2 separate regions of the Rattus norvegicus genome follow, and region 2 is linked to region 1. Evidence: chromatin contacts called from public Hi-C data. All regions are on one chromosome and are shown on one strand. Each heading gives the region's core, a stretch centred on a gene start, on an enhancer-like site or on the middle of the called end of the contact. The rest is flanking DNA. Distances are from core to core; before and after follow the strand shown. Region 1 holds the start of Pga5 (pepsinogen A5). Region 2 holds the start of Slc15a3 (solute carrier family 15 member 3).

Region 1 (6,897 bases), core at 1,238-3,737:
CACATAGTGGAAAGAGAGAATGAGCTTCCACTGTGACTTCCATACAACCCTGCCCTTCCATGCAACATATACCTACATACGTAAATAGTATAATTCTTAAAACGTGTGCCTAGAGGCTGGAGATGTGACTTGGTTAGCAGAGTATACGGAGCATGCTCGGAGCCCTGGGCTCCATCCCCTGCAATACTCTGCATAAACCCGGCAAGGTGACTCACACTCAAAACCCAAGCACTCAGGGGACAGAGGCAGGAAGATCAGAATTTCAAAGCACACTGGGTATATACCAAGGCCAGCCAGGGATAGAGGAGATGCTGCCTCAAAAATAAAAGGTATTTGGACCACCAAAATCCAGAGTATCAATGGAAGCACATTTGTCATGGCAAGGACCTGGGACCACAATGGCTCTCATTAGTGACTAGCAATGGATAGATTAGCATAGCTACTTGGGAAGATGGCTTGACAGGTCAAAGTGCAAAAGGGAGGCATAAGAGGTGGGGCTCCAATTCCACAACTCCACCTACCACCCAAGTCGTGAGGTCAGACCACACTGTCACTGTTGACTCCTGTGGGGAGAAGAGTATTATTCTGTAGTCTATGCTGTAGTGCCAGTTTAAGGAGGTAAACATGTGTCTCCTAGGCCAAAGGCTCCCAGGGGTGTTTTTCTGACAAGATGATTAAAAAGAATATTTATTTGCATGTCTGGATGGGCAGACCAACCTGGGTCCTATCAGGGGAGCTGTAATAGGTGCTCATCACGTGGGAATTTTGTTTGAAGTCATTGCTTTGTCTCACCTGCAGGCTGCCTCAGATTCCACAGCTAGGCTCAGCCCAGACTGCACCATGCTCTAGATGTCAGCCCACAGCCATATGCGAGTTCTCCATAACTCTCTCCAACTGGATATAAGTCAGGGTTCCTGAGAGCCCTCCTTCAGTTTGGATCATTTGTTTGAGTGGCTCAGAGCTTGGGGGAACATTTCCATTGTGTGTGTTCACTCATTTGCTGTGGGGGCCATGGGGGTGGGGATGGGGGTGGGTTGGAGAGATGGCTCAGCTGTTCCCAGCACTGGCTGCTCTTCTAGAGGTACTGGGTTCAATTCTGAGCAACCACATGGTGGCTCACAACCATCTTTAATGGGATGGGGGTGGGGGGAAACACCCTTGGAGGCCAGAAGAGTGCACTGGATCCCCTGGAATTGGAGGGCTTCCAGGTCTGCAGCACTATAGGGACCCGCATCAGTTGGTAAGTTCCCCGTCCCCAAACTCTGTCCATTTGCTTTTCTTTTTTTTTTTTTTTTTTTTTTTTTTTTTTTTTTTTTTTTTTTCCGGAGCTGGGGACCAAACCCAGGGCCTTGCGCTTGCTAGGCAAGCGCTCTTCCACTGAGCTAAATCCCCAACCCCCCATTTGCTTTTCTAAGGAGACTTTGTCACAGCTTCCTCAACAAGAACGTCAAAATGTGGCAGAACAGAAAGGGTAAAAGCTAAGGTTAACAGATTCTGCGTGGTGTCCTGCTGTACCCTCTAGGATGAAGAGTGTCTTCCCACTTGCAGGGAGGGGCTTAGGAGCCAGGGACAGTTTGTGAAGTACCTGCATCATAATATCCGAGCTGCTAACATTTAAAGAGCAGGAATTTCACATAAAAAAAAAAATCCAGGCTTTGACTTCTCTCGAAAATGTGGCCAATTTGGCACCATGGCTTCCTTCCAGCCTGGCATTGGCAAGTCAGAGCTGGCTCGAGACTGCCTCCTTGTGGTAAGACAATGTAGCACCATGCCCACCATGGCCACCCAGACTACCCACTTTGCCTCCTAGGTCCTGAGCAGGCCCATCTTGCCCCAGATTGAAAAGTCCATGAAGGCAGGGACTAACTGCCTATCTGTTGGTTTCTGAAGAAAAATAAAATGTTTAAAAGTCTTCCATTTATCATGGATACATTTTTACATTTACTGATCTATTTGTGTGTTTGTTTTATGTGGGTGGGTGGGTGCCTCTGAACTACCACGGAGGTGTATGGAGGTTAAAAATTGCTTAAACAAGTCAGTTCTATCTTCCCACCACGTGGGCCCTGGATAGCAAACTCAGGTTGTCAGACCAGGCCTTCTGTACCTCCCAGTAACCCACTCTCTAATGAGGACAGCAGAGTACACTTCACAGGCCACTTAGTAACTGGTGGGATCTGACCAGCAGAGAGGCACCTAGCACTTACCTTTGTCACTTTATCCACAGGGTCTTTATCACCAAGATAGCAGGCGTCTCCCCACTCTGTAAAATCAGGTGACTTGGTGCTACGTTCACAACCACAAAAACTCCCTAGATTCTGAGAAAGTTTAGCCCTTTACTCTCCTGACCAGGGTAAAGATGTTATCGGGGAGGTTTGCATTTCTTATCAGGCCCCATTAGTGGCCCTCCAGGGTCTGATTAGAGCAGGCCAGACGTACTTAATAAGCAGTTCTCCACACAGCTTCAGGCCCAGAGCTTCTCCCTAGCACCTTAGCCTGGGAAAGGATCATGAAATGGCTTTGGGTCCTCGGGCTTGTGGCCCTCTCAGAGTGCTTGGTCAAGTAAGTATAAACTGAGTGCTATCAGCCTGGCCTCTTTCTCACTCCTGTAAAACTGTCTGACCCTCTTATCCCATGCCTATCCTACAGTGAAGAAGGAAATGAAATCCCCCGCTGGCCTTCATAACCTTCAGATGTCCATTCATCAGTGATAGTTTGCCAGGAACACCGGAAGGCCCAGAAGTCTTGGGGCAGGCATACAGGGTCACCCAACTCCAAGAGCACAAGTCACATCATGGTCTGTGTGACGTCTCTCACCAAAATCCTTCAGTGCAGCTTTAGGGGTATAGCTTCTATGTTGTCTTTTAGACCTCTCTCAGCATGTCTGTCTGTCCATCCATCCATCTGTCCACCACCACCTCTCTGAGAGTCTCTGTGTCCACAGACCTCTCTCTCTCTCTCTCTCTCTCTCTCTCTCTCTCTCTCTCTCTCTCTCTCTCTTTGGGCTCAGGCCTCATCATTTCTCACTTTAGCTCCCTGGCATTTCCCATTTTTCTCTCATCCCTCACCTCTGATTGAAACAAGGTGGGTTTGAGGGCTGCTTCCACCTGCGTGCAGTGGTATCTGCTTGTAATGTCAGCTTTTGAAAGATAGAGACCAGATGATAAGAAGTGTAAGGTCATCCTCAGTTATATATCAAGTCTGATGCTGCCCAGAATACATAAGACCCTGTCTCAAAATGAAAAGTCAAAAGGGGGTGGGGCTTCTTCCTAGGCGTAGCTTTGATTGGTAACCATCATGGTGACCAAAGCTGAGTCACAAGGAAAGGGGCTTTGGGGTAGAAATGTCCCATCTTCCACCCTTCCTCTCTGGCTACTTTGAGAAAGACAATACTGGGAAGAGTGTTAGGACAGATGGTAGATGTTCCATCACCGGCGGTCCATCACCGCCACCCTGAGCAGTCAACGTGAAGCGAGTTATTTTCCCATCTTCTTTACAGAAAGGGAAGCTGAAAGGTTCAGAACGGCCCCGTGGCCGGCTCGAAAGCGAATACCAGAGCCTGGAAACCAGGCACCCTGCCATTGTCTTCTCACTGTGATCTATCTTCTTTGGAAAACCCACTGTGCAGTTGCAATGCAAGGTGTGGTCCCCCGGAGTCGCCTCTTGGCGCCCCACGGCTCCTTGATCTCTCACTTAATTTCCTTCCGGATGCTCATTTAAAGAATCCCTCTGATGAAGATTAAGTCCATGCGAGAAAACCTGCGGGAAAGCCACATGCTGAAGGATTACCTGGAGAAGTACCCTCGCAGCCGTGCCCACGTGCTTCTTGAGCAGCGCAGGAACCCATCAGTAACTTATGAGCCTATGAGGAACTACCTAGACGTAAGTGTGACGGGAACTGGAGCTCCCGAGCGCCCCCTAGGGCTTTTGCCTAGCACTGTGGCCCCTCTGAGGAATCCTGAATTGGGGCTGAGGTTCCTAAAGTCAGAAAGGGTAGAGAGCAGGGGCTGAGGTGGCTCAGCAGCTAAGAGCACCTGCTGCTCAAGTGTGAGGACCTCAGTTCAAATCCCTAACATTCACATAAAAATCACATAAAATACGAACTGGATGTAGACACACACACACACACACACACACACACACACACACACACACACACACACACCCCTCTGTGTCACCTGCTGTGGGAGCAGAAACAGGAGAGTAGCTGGGGTTTGTAGCCTGCCAGCCTAGCTCCATGCTCAGTGAGAGAGCCTATCCCAAAAGAATAAGGTGGAGAGTCACAGATCAGGATGCCCAGTGTCCTCCTCTGGCCTCTATTTGCACCTGCACATACACAACACAGACACACACACACACACACACACACACACACACACACACACACACACGAAAGGAAAATGGGTGAGGAACAGGGACCTGTGTCCCCCACCGTTCCTCATCCCTACTCCATCTGGAGCTGTGCTGACAGGTTGAACCCAGCAATGACCAGTTACTACCACACAGACATCCTGTCCTGTTCTATGCCAAAGGAAGTCACTGAGTACCTGGACTATTATTGTGTTTTGTTTTTTTTTCTGAGATGAATCCCTAGGCCCCAAGCAAGGATGAGCTGTATCTAACCCAAGACCAGCAAATCCAATTGCAAGTCAAGTTAGGTATCCCACTGGCAGACTCAGATTTCAACCAATGAGCAGAGTGAGTTCTGAGATGGGCTGGACGCTGGGCCAACCAGCAAGATGCTGTCATGTCTGACGAGCAGAACCTAGTTTCTTTCTTTCTTTGGGTTTTTTTTTTTTTTCAAGGCTGTGTAACTCTAGCTGGCCTGGAATTTGCTATGTGGCTGTCCTCCCACTCACAGAGATCCACCCGCTCTACCTCCTGCATGCCTGTATCAGAAGTGTGCACTACCACACCTGACTAAGCCTAGCTTCTTACAGCAAGCCAGAGAAACAGGCAAAGAGCAAATGTCCGCTGGGCATGGTAGTGCAAGCCAATAATCCAAGCAATCAGAAGACTGAGGCAGGAGAATCATGAGTTTGAGGCTAGCCCGAGCTACATAGTGAGACCTATCAAAAAGAAAGGGGGGAGAAAAGGCAATAGGTGGGGAAGTGTAAACAAATGCCCAATGAAAGGACTGACGGGCTGGAGAGATGTCTCAGGGGTTAAGAGCACTGACTGCTCTTCCAGAGGTCCTGAGTTCAATTCCCAGCAACCACATAGTGGCTCATAACCATCTATAAAGGGCTCCTGTGTTTATATAAATAAAATAAATGTATCTTTATTTTAAAAAAAAAAGGACTGAGTGGTCTTGATAGTAACTATTTTGACTTTGTAGAAAGCAAAGAGCACAGGGGCCTGGAGTGACCCAGAAGGGCTGCCTGGTGGAGGCACTCAAGCTGGACTCTCACAGGTGGAAAGAATTTAAGACGTTTGGGAGAGGATGAAGTGTTCCTAAAAGGTTTGAGCAGAGGCTTAGCAGTGCGGAGAATGCTCTGGAGACAGGCACCCCAGAATCCAGGAGACAGGCAAAGCAGCTAGGCTGGCCTGGCCCTAGCCGCAGCCCTTTTTCCTGCAGCTGGTCTACATCGGCACCATCAGCATTGGCACGCCCCCTCAGGAGTTCAAGGTTGTCTTGGATACTGGTTCTTCAGACCTGTGGGTACCATCCATCTACTGCTCCAGCCCAGCCTGCGGTGAGCACTCTGATCTGACCTCCCCCACCCATGCCCTGCCTTCGGTCACCTCATATCCCAGCATGCCTAAGGGTCCCCTCCTGTCCATGTCCTGCAGCTCATCACAAAGTCTTCAACCCTCTTCAGTCTTCCACTTTCCTGGTCTCAGGCCGACCTGTGAATGTTGCCTATGGCTCAGGAGAGATGTCTGGATTTCTTGCCTATGACACTGTCAAGGTAAGCCGGGAAGCAGAGGCTGCCATGCGGCTGGCTCTGGGAGAGAACACTGCTGAAGGGTCAGCTGGGAGGACCCTTCTGCTCCATCTGGCCACACACCTGGTGGATCCTCCACAAGTGAATCCTTCCAGCTACACAGGTGTCCGAGGCTCCCAAAGAGGAGTACAAGTTGATCCTGCCAGTAGCAAGGAGAAAGAGTTGTGTAAAAAATAATGCACATTCTTCAAAATAACTCCATTAGTCTTCCCAATAAGCCCAAGGCAGATATTGCTAGAGCTTCATTCCACAGGCAAGTGAACAGAGGGAGCCAATGCCTTGTCCAAGGTCACACAGCTGGTCATCCAAAGAGCTGGAAAGTGACTTAGAATAAGTAGGCAGGTGGGAAGTGCTCTCAGGGGACAGCCAGTGGTTTAGGCCTCTGGGAGCAACCAACGGGCCTTGAGCTCCCAAGCAGAAAAAGCAGAGCACAGATTCAGGAGAGCCATGTTCCATCAAAAGACAGTTACCTGAGAGGCCTTGGAGGCTTTTGAGAATGAACACACATGTGTGTGCGCACACACACACACACACACACACACACACACACACACACACACACACATTTTCCCAGTCCGAATATTTCTAAGAACCCTGGTAGCTTAATCAGGCATAGTGGCACAGGCCTTTAATGCTAGCATTCCAAAAGGCAGAGGCAGGCAGAGCTCTGTGAATTTAAAGCCAGCCTGGTCCACATAGCAAGTTCCAGGCCAGCTAAGGACACTTAGTGATCCCAGTTCTGCCTGGGATTCATATTCAAGCAGCCTCAGGCAGGGCCAGGACTCAGTCATACCTGTCAGGTCAGACCATCTTCCCACCCCAAGCCCAGCCATACTATAGCTCCGGTCTCAGAGCCTTATCTGAGGACACCCTCTTCTCTCACAGATTGGAGACCTCACGGTTGTGGCCCAGGCATTTGGCCTGAGCCTGGAAGAACCTGGCCGTTTCATGG
Region 2 (6,897 bases), core at 1,138-3,637, 170 kb before region 1:
TGCAAGGCACTCATTTACATAGTTAATATTACCCAACAGAAAATTCTATATATAGCACCTTCTGCTAATCTCCCAGAACTGTACACCACCAATCTGAGCTGTCTTCTTTCATGGGGCACAAATCACATGCCAGGAAATGCCCACAAAGAGACTCATTCTAACCAAATGGAGACCCACGCATCATTTCATCATTACCCTGTGCTGTAAGCAGCATAACAGCCACTTCCCAGCCTGCCATCCCTTGTGGCACCCTCGATAACAATAAACTTTCCTTTGTATTCAGTTTCATGGAGTATGTTTGTTACTTGCCTGCTAGCCCCTGTTGATAGGTGGCCACCCCTATCTAAGCCAAGGTTTCAGGGCAACTGGGAGTGGGTAAGTAGTGTGATATCAATCAAAGAGTAAAGTTAACAGAAGGAGGAACATTCCTCTCAGTGAGTATTGGGAATCTCCTGGTCTCAGGTTGTTCACAAATGCCTGTAACTCAAGCTCCAAGGGACCCAGAGCCTTCTGTGGACCTCTCCTATGCACCTGCTCACATACATGCACGTATGCTTGCAAAGACACACACACACATAAGCAAATACAACACATGCTATTAAAAAGGGAAATCCTCAGTAAGGACTCCAGTCCCAGTGGTGGGTGCTGGGTTGTGGATGCCGGCCAGAAGACAACTCATTTACAACTCTACCTTGTTGAGTGTTTTTGAGGAAAACAAAGTAAATTAGAGAGATGTACAATTCACCCAGCAGCCTGATCCCACTGCCGCTATCAGCTGCCCTCCCCTTCCCTGGATTCCTCATCTTTCCCACGGCTGTCTGTTTCTGAATTCTGCCTGTGATTGTTCACACAGCGTGTGGTTGTTTTAACAATATCCTTTACTATTGTATTTATTATCAACTCTCCTATTTGTGCACAGCTGCCCAAAACAGAGCCATGTCAGCGAGACTTTATCTAGTGCTGCTGGATGAGGAAAGGCTGGCTGGCTCCTGCACCAGCACCCAAGTACCAGTGACACATTCAGACAGGGCTCAAACTGGGACCCGAGACTCAGCTGCTTCACCGTCTCTCATGACCTGATCTCTGTCATCAGAAGTAATTTGAGGGGCTACAACACTACCCACCTGGGGGATAGTTAAGAGAACCAAGTTAAAACACGAAAAGCAACTAGGCATGATGATGGCTCACCTTTGAAATCCTAGCACTTAGGAGTATGAGTCAGGGCCATAGCCACAAATATGAGGGCAACCTGGGCTCCTTAATGAATTCTAGATCAATCTGGGTTACAGAAGTATGACCTTATGTTAAAACCAGACAGACAGATAGACAAACACACACACACACACACACACACACACACACACACACACACACACACACACACACCTCTGAGGCAGACGTGGCAGCACAGGAGGAAGAGGCAGGAGGTTCAGGAGTTCATAGCTCTCCACAGGCACAAATCGAGTTGGAGGCCAGCATGGAATGATGGGACCCTGTCTTCAAAAAAAAAAAAAAAAAAGCCAATAGGCCTGGGGCATGGGGCATGGCTCAGAGGGCCATGGGACTGTGGTTAATCCTACTGAGGCTCCTACATGACTCTCGAGTGAGCAGCCCATCTGTTTTCATATAAGGAAACCGATGTAAATAGAGAGGGGAAGTGGTTTGCCTGAGGTCCCTCTGGATGCTAGAACCTCGATCTCAGGATTTCCAGTCCCCGTTGGCCTCCGTGGCACAATAACTCTGGACACTCACCTGGTCGGCCCCGAACGAGGTGAGGTTGCTCCTGACGGAGCTGGCAGCCAGCGCCAAGAGAAGCAACACTAAGTAGAGGGTGGTCGCGCAGTAGGGGCTGGACCAGGAGCCTTGGCAGTTTGCGGATGGACAGGCAGGTTTCAGTGGCAACTCGGGCATCTCTCCACAGAAGGATCTGCGGCCATCGTCGGTGATGGTGGTGAGCAACAAGCCAGTGGCAGCCAGGTAGAGCAGCAGGCTGAGCGAAATAGCAAGGAAACGGCCCAGGTACACGTCGGCCAGCCAGCCTCCCACCGGAGCCAGCAGGTAGGAGGCGCCTAAGAAGAGGAGTGTGGCCCGCGACGCGTGCTCACCATCCCAGTTGAAGTTCAAGCTGTTGAGGTAGAGCACGAGGTTGGAGGTGACGCCAAAGAAGGCAGCGCGTTCCAGCATCTCCACTAGCAGCACCGCAGCAGCTGCTGTCCGCCTCCACCGTCGGGGCCCCCACCGGCCTTGAGCCACCAGTGGTTGCCTCTCTCCGGATCTGCTTGGCTGCTGTTCGGCGCGAAGTGCGGACATCGTGGGCTTCCTGTCTCCGTGACCCAGACTCTTTCCTTTGTCCTCCCCTCTTCTCTCTTAACCCCGATTGCCCTCTTTTCTCAACCCTGTCTCCTCTTTTTCCCTCAGGTTCCTCTCCTTGCAACCTAGTTTCTATCTCCACCTTAATTCTTCACCCTCTCCTTCCACTCCCAGTTCTTGTTCATCTACCCCGTGCTTTCTACCTAGTCGTCTTCTCTCCTTCCTCCACTCTGGCCTAGTCTACCCTCCCAACGCCACCCAACCATCCTGCTTGCTCCACTTCTCTATCCCCTCCCCCCTTCCTGCTAGTCTCCCCCTTTGGTTGCCCTTTCTCAACCGTTGTCCCCTTCTCTTATCACCTGGGCCTCAGTGTCTCCCCTGGCCCTGCCACCTCCTCCACACAGCACTCTTTGCCTGACTGCTTCTCTTCCTCCCTGAGTCCCCTCTGGCTCTCCCTCCCAGCTTAGTCTCTGTCCCCTTTTCAGCTTAAGAAACTCTGGGCTTCCCCTTTTCACTGGTCCTGTGGCTGCCTACGTCACCCAGTATTTAGGAGAAATGAAAGTCTGTGGGTCACAGGGTCCCTTCTCATTCAGCTTTCCAAAAATCTCCCTTCTTCTGGGCTGTTGTCGGCCCTCTTAGCCGATCTGCCGGCTTTCCCAGGGACAGGAAGGGAGCCTTCCTTTCAGTTTCACTCCAACCCGTTTCCCTTCCCATCCTAAAGCAGCATCCTCCTCCGCTAGAGTTTGATTATCGCTGTAGCTGGGGACTTTAGATGGGGCAGGCAGACACTGAGGGGTATCTTCTGCTTAGGGAACCATGTTTGGAGGAAGGTCCGGATCCTTCAACCTAAAAGGAATGGTGACGCTAAGATCAGTACGCCGGGCCGGATCTGTGACGGCCATAGGCCATGTGAAGGATTTGGTAGTCCCAGGTATTCCTTCACAGATCTAGAGACAACCGCAGTAGGAGTGGGAAGGGAGGTGAGAAGTGACTGGATCCTGCTATCTGAGCTCCAGGGCTCACCACAGCCTGTTTCAAGGGAAATACTGGCATGCACTTTGCATTGCAAAAGCAACAGAGGGGAAGGAAGTGGCGCCATATGGGAGCCACAAGATTGACAGGGGCACTGACCTCAGACTAAATCACAGTGACCCCTTACTCAGATCCCTCTGGTGCCTTATAGGAAAATAAAGATGAGCCAGTCACTTCTTGACCTAAATGTTCAAAGGGCTCTGACCCTTACCTCTGTCTAGATCTCAACCCACTGAGTATGGTCTGCTGATCTTTCTGCTTACCTCCCAGGCTAAGTCCTTCGGCTGGCAAGGCGCCTTGCTTTGCTGTCTCTTGTCCAGATAGACTCTTCCTCAAGCCCTTCACGAGTCTACTTTCTCTTGATTTAGGTGTCGGTGTAAAGATCACTCCCGGGGCCTTCCCAGGCCGTCTGAGGTTAGAAGCTTCCCCACGGGATTTTCACCATCACATGCAGCAGGCCACACTGTCTCATTCAATCTCCATGGCTCAGTTACTGTTTTATGCTCTGCCCCTGGCGGGAAAGGACTCACACTAGTGGGGCAGAGACATTTGAGAACCATTCGTCAACCCTTCCTAGTACTTCCCAGTGCTTAGCAATGGCAGCCATTCGTTAAGTATTGGTTGAATAAAAGAATAAAAGAATGAGGGTGACTTAAGCGGCAGAAAGGACGACATCAGAAAGCTAGAAGCTAAAATAGACACCTTTGCTAAAAACCAGAGTCACCAGCAAACACCTGGGCTTTAAACTTGTGTGTGTAACTTTGTTTTATTATTTTGTTTGCATATGTATTGATTTTTATGTTATGTGCATTAGTGTTTTGCCTGCGTGTATGTCTGTGTGAGGGTTGCAGAGCCCCTGGAGTTGGAGTCACAGACAGTTGTGAACTGCCATGTGGGTGCTGGGAATTGAACTGGGTCCTTTGGAAGAGCAGCCAGTGCTCTTTAACTCTCAACTCCCCTTTTGCTTGGTTTTTGAGACAAGGTCTCAGTGTAGGCCAGGTTGGTCTGTAACTCAGACTGTGTATCCAAGGATGGCCTTGAACTTCTGATCTTCCCACCTCCACCTCTAGAGTACTGGGACTGTAGGTGTTTGTCCTCATGCCCAGTATATGTGGGGCTGGTAATTAAACTCTGGACCTTGGGCATGCAGGGTTACCACTCTACAAATTGAACTACAGTCCAAGCCTGGGTTTTATTCATTCATTTATTTTTAGAGATGTATTTATTTTTTATTTTATGTGTGTGAATGTTTTGCATGTATGTATGTATGTATGTTTACCACATGAGAGCCTGGTCCTCTCAGAGGTCTGAAGAGGGTATCACATTCATTGGAGCTAGAGTGAAAGACAGTTGTGAGCTATCATGTGGGCGCTGGGAAACAAACCAAACCTTTTCTCTGGCAAAGCAGCCAGGACTCTAAATGTCTGAGCCGTCTCTCCAGCCTTTCATCCCAGTTTTTAGCACTTTATATCAGGGCAGAAGCCCAGCTGTGACAGAGAAGAAGAATCCATGGACACATATGATTCACTGTAGAGAGGGGTAATATAATTTGACTAAGATAGACAAAGGCAAGGCCGGGAATGGAGGCACATACTTTTAACCCCAGAATTCAGGAGGCAGAGGCAGGTGGATCTCTATGTTCAGAGCCAACTTGGCCTACATAGAAAGGGGAGGGGGACAGAGAGAGAAAGAAAGAGGCAGAGACAGGGACAGAAGAGGCCATTCCCAACAGCTCACCCCTTCTTCTCTTGGAGGACATTTCAGGATCCTCTGACACCAAGATGTGTCAATGAAGCTCAAGTCACATAAGACCCAACTCCTTCCTTCATCAGCCATGGAGGTAGGCAGAGGTGACAAATGCCGATCCAGAAGCCACAGACAAAGTGTAACACTCACTTGTTGCCAGTCATCTTCAGGGATCCAGGAAGAGAACACTTTCTCTTGTGCTTAGAGAAATCAAAAGCAGCAAACAAAGAAAACCATGGCACTGGGCATGATGGTGTATCCTGTGACTCCAGTTCCTACCAGCCTGGAGCATGAGGATTCTGAGTTCCTGGGCGTAAAAGGGAAGGGAAGGGAATGAACACGCCCATTCTTGGGGGTGCAAGTAACAGAATGCAGCTCTTTGTTGCCACAGGACAAGCTTTAGAGACTTGGCTTTACTCCCTCCCACCACCACTAGGAGGACTGGATGGCTCTAGTGAATGGAACAAGAGCTGATAGTCAAGCCTCAGGTTCCTCTCTGGTGTTTGGACTAGTTAGAACTCCATTGTTCAACCTTGGTGAACCCTCCTGTGCCCACCCAGAGCTTCACCTCTCTCTCTCTCCTCTTTCTACACTTCCTGGCTCACTCCACCGTCTACCCAGCTTCCAGCTCCAATTCACCTGCATCTTGACCCACGGAAAGCCTAGAACTTTCCGTGAATCATTACTATGGTCCCCCACGACTTGGCTCCGTAGTTTCCTTTCCTTAAAAGTCTCCCTAATTTCTCCAGGGAGGTTGGGTTACCCCTCAGAACGCCCACAATGACTCACGCTGTCTGCTCATCTATTTCTTAAGAGGATTAGATACTTTGGGGAGCAGGGGTTACATTTTCTTTTCTGTGCTTCAGCACCTAGAGACATGCCCATCCGCTCCAAGAGAACAAACTCTGGAGTTGACCAACTTGAAAACAGGCACAGTCAGAACCCTTTACAGTCGATCCTTTAAGTTTATTATCTGAAAACTACAGGAGAACCATACTTACATTAGACTTCTTTGTAAGCATTAAAATGAGATAACTTAGTCCTGCGGCTGGCATGTATTAGAGGGCCAATACATGTCTATACCTTAATTAGTGTGATGGTTACCTATGTCAACTTGACAAGACTTGAATCGCTTGGGGAGAGAGTCTCCAAGAGGGAGTGTCTACAAAGGGTTGGCCTGTAGGCTTTTCTGTGGGGATTATCTTGTAAGTAAAACAATGTGGGAAGTTCTGGTTCATTGTGGGTGGTGCCATTCCCTACGCAGGGTGTCTGTAACTCCATAAGAATAGAGAAACCAAGCTAAACACAATCAATTAAGCAAACAAGCAAGCAAGCTTCAATTCATTTGTATTTTTCTGCTCTTGACTGTGGATATGGTATGAATGCCTGCTCTGAGCTTCCGCCACTATGACCTCTCCACTATGACCTCTCCACTATGATAAACTGTAACATGGAATTGTGAGCCCCCAAAACTGGTTTTGTCCCCTAAGCTGCTTTGGGGGTGGTATTTTGTCACAGTTCAAGAAATTAAACTAGAACAGTTCATCTCGAACTATATACATCTCCATTAACTTCTATAAAGCTAGAATGACTATTGAGGTTATGGAATTTCTCTTAGATTTTACAGTTTGTCTATCAGTTACATTTTTATGGCAATATCAACAAAAATTAATATGACAGTTGATATTCACCTACAGAATAATGAAATTATATTCAAAATTTTAATCCTACATTAAAAAAAACCCAGTCAGCAATGGATCAAAGATATTGATCTAAATCTCCAAATGCTCACACTTCTAGGTGAAAACA

What was found. Hi-C and Micro-C count contacts between places; a contact is called where the count stands out from the background.
Region 2: a Hi-C map of liver shows a contact between it and region 1, with 2.6 times the contacts expected there. The contact joins the promoter of Slc15a3 here to the promoter of Pga5 in region 1. A contact is called at or near these places in 6 of 12 Hi-C or Micro-C datasets (Schwann cells, kidney, liver and 2 more).

Annotation. Positions count from the first base shown.
Region 1 is chr1:216,747,657-216,754,553 of GRCr8, reverse strand. It overlaps Pga5 (pepsinogen A5), which reads left to right and starts at 2,487. Exons shown (of 9, transcript NM_021753.1): 1 at 2,487-2,559; 2 at 3,720-3,879; 3 at 5,576-5,693; 4 at 5,791-5,909; 5 at 6,831-6,897. The coding sequence starts at 2,507. It also overlaps a transcript of Vwce not described here.
Region 2 is chr1:216,912,745-216,919,641 of GRCr8, reverse strand. It overlaps Slc15a3 (solute carrier family 15 member 3), which reads right to left and starts at 2,387. Exons shown (of 8, transcript NM_139341.1): 1 at 1,753-2,387. The coding sequence starts at 2,310.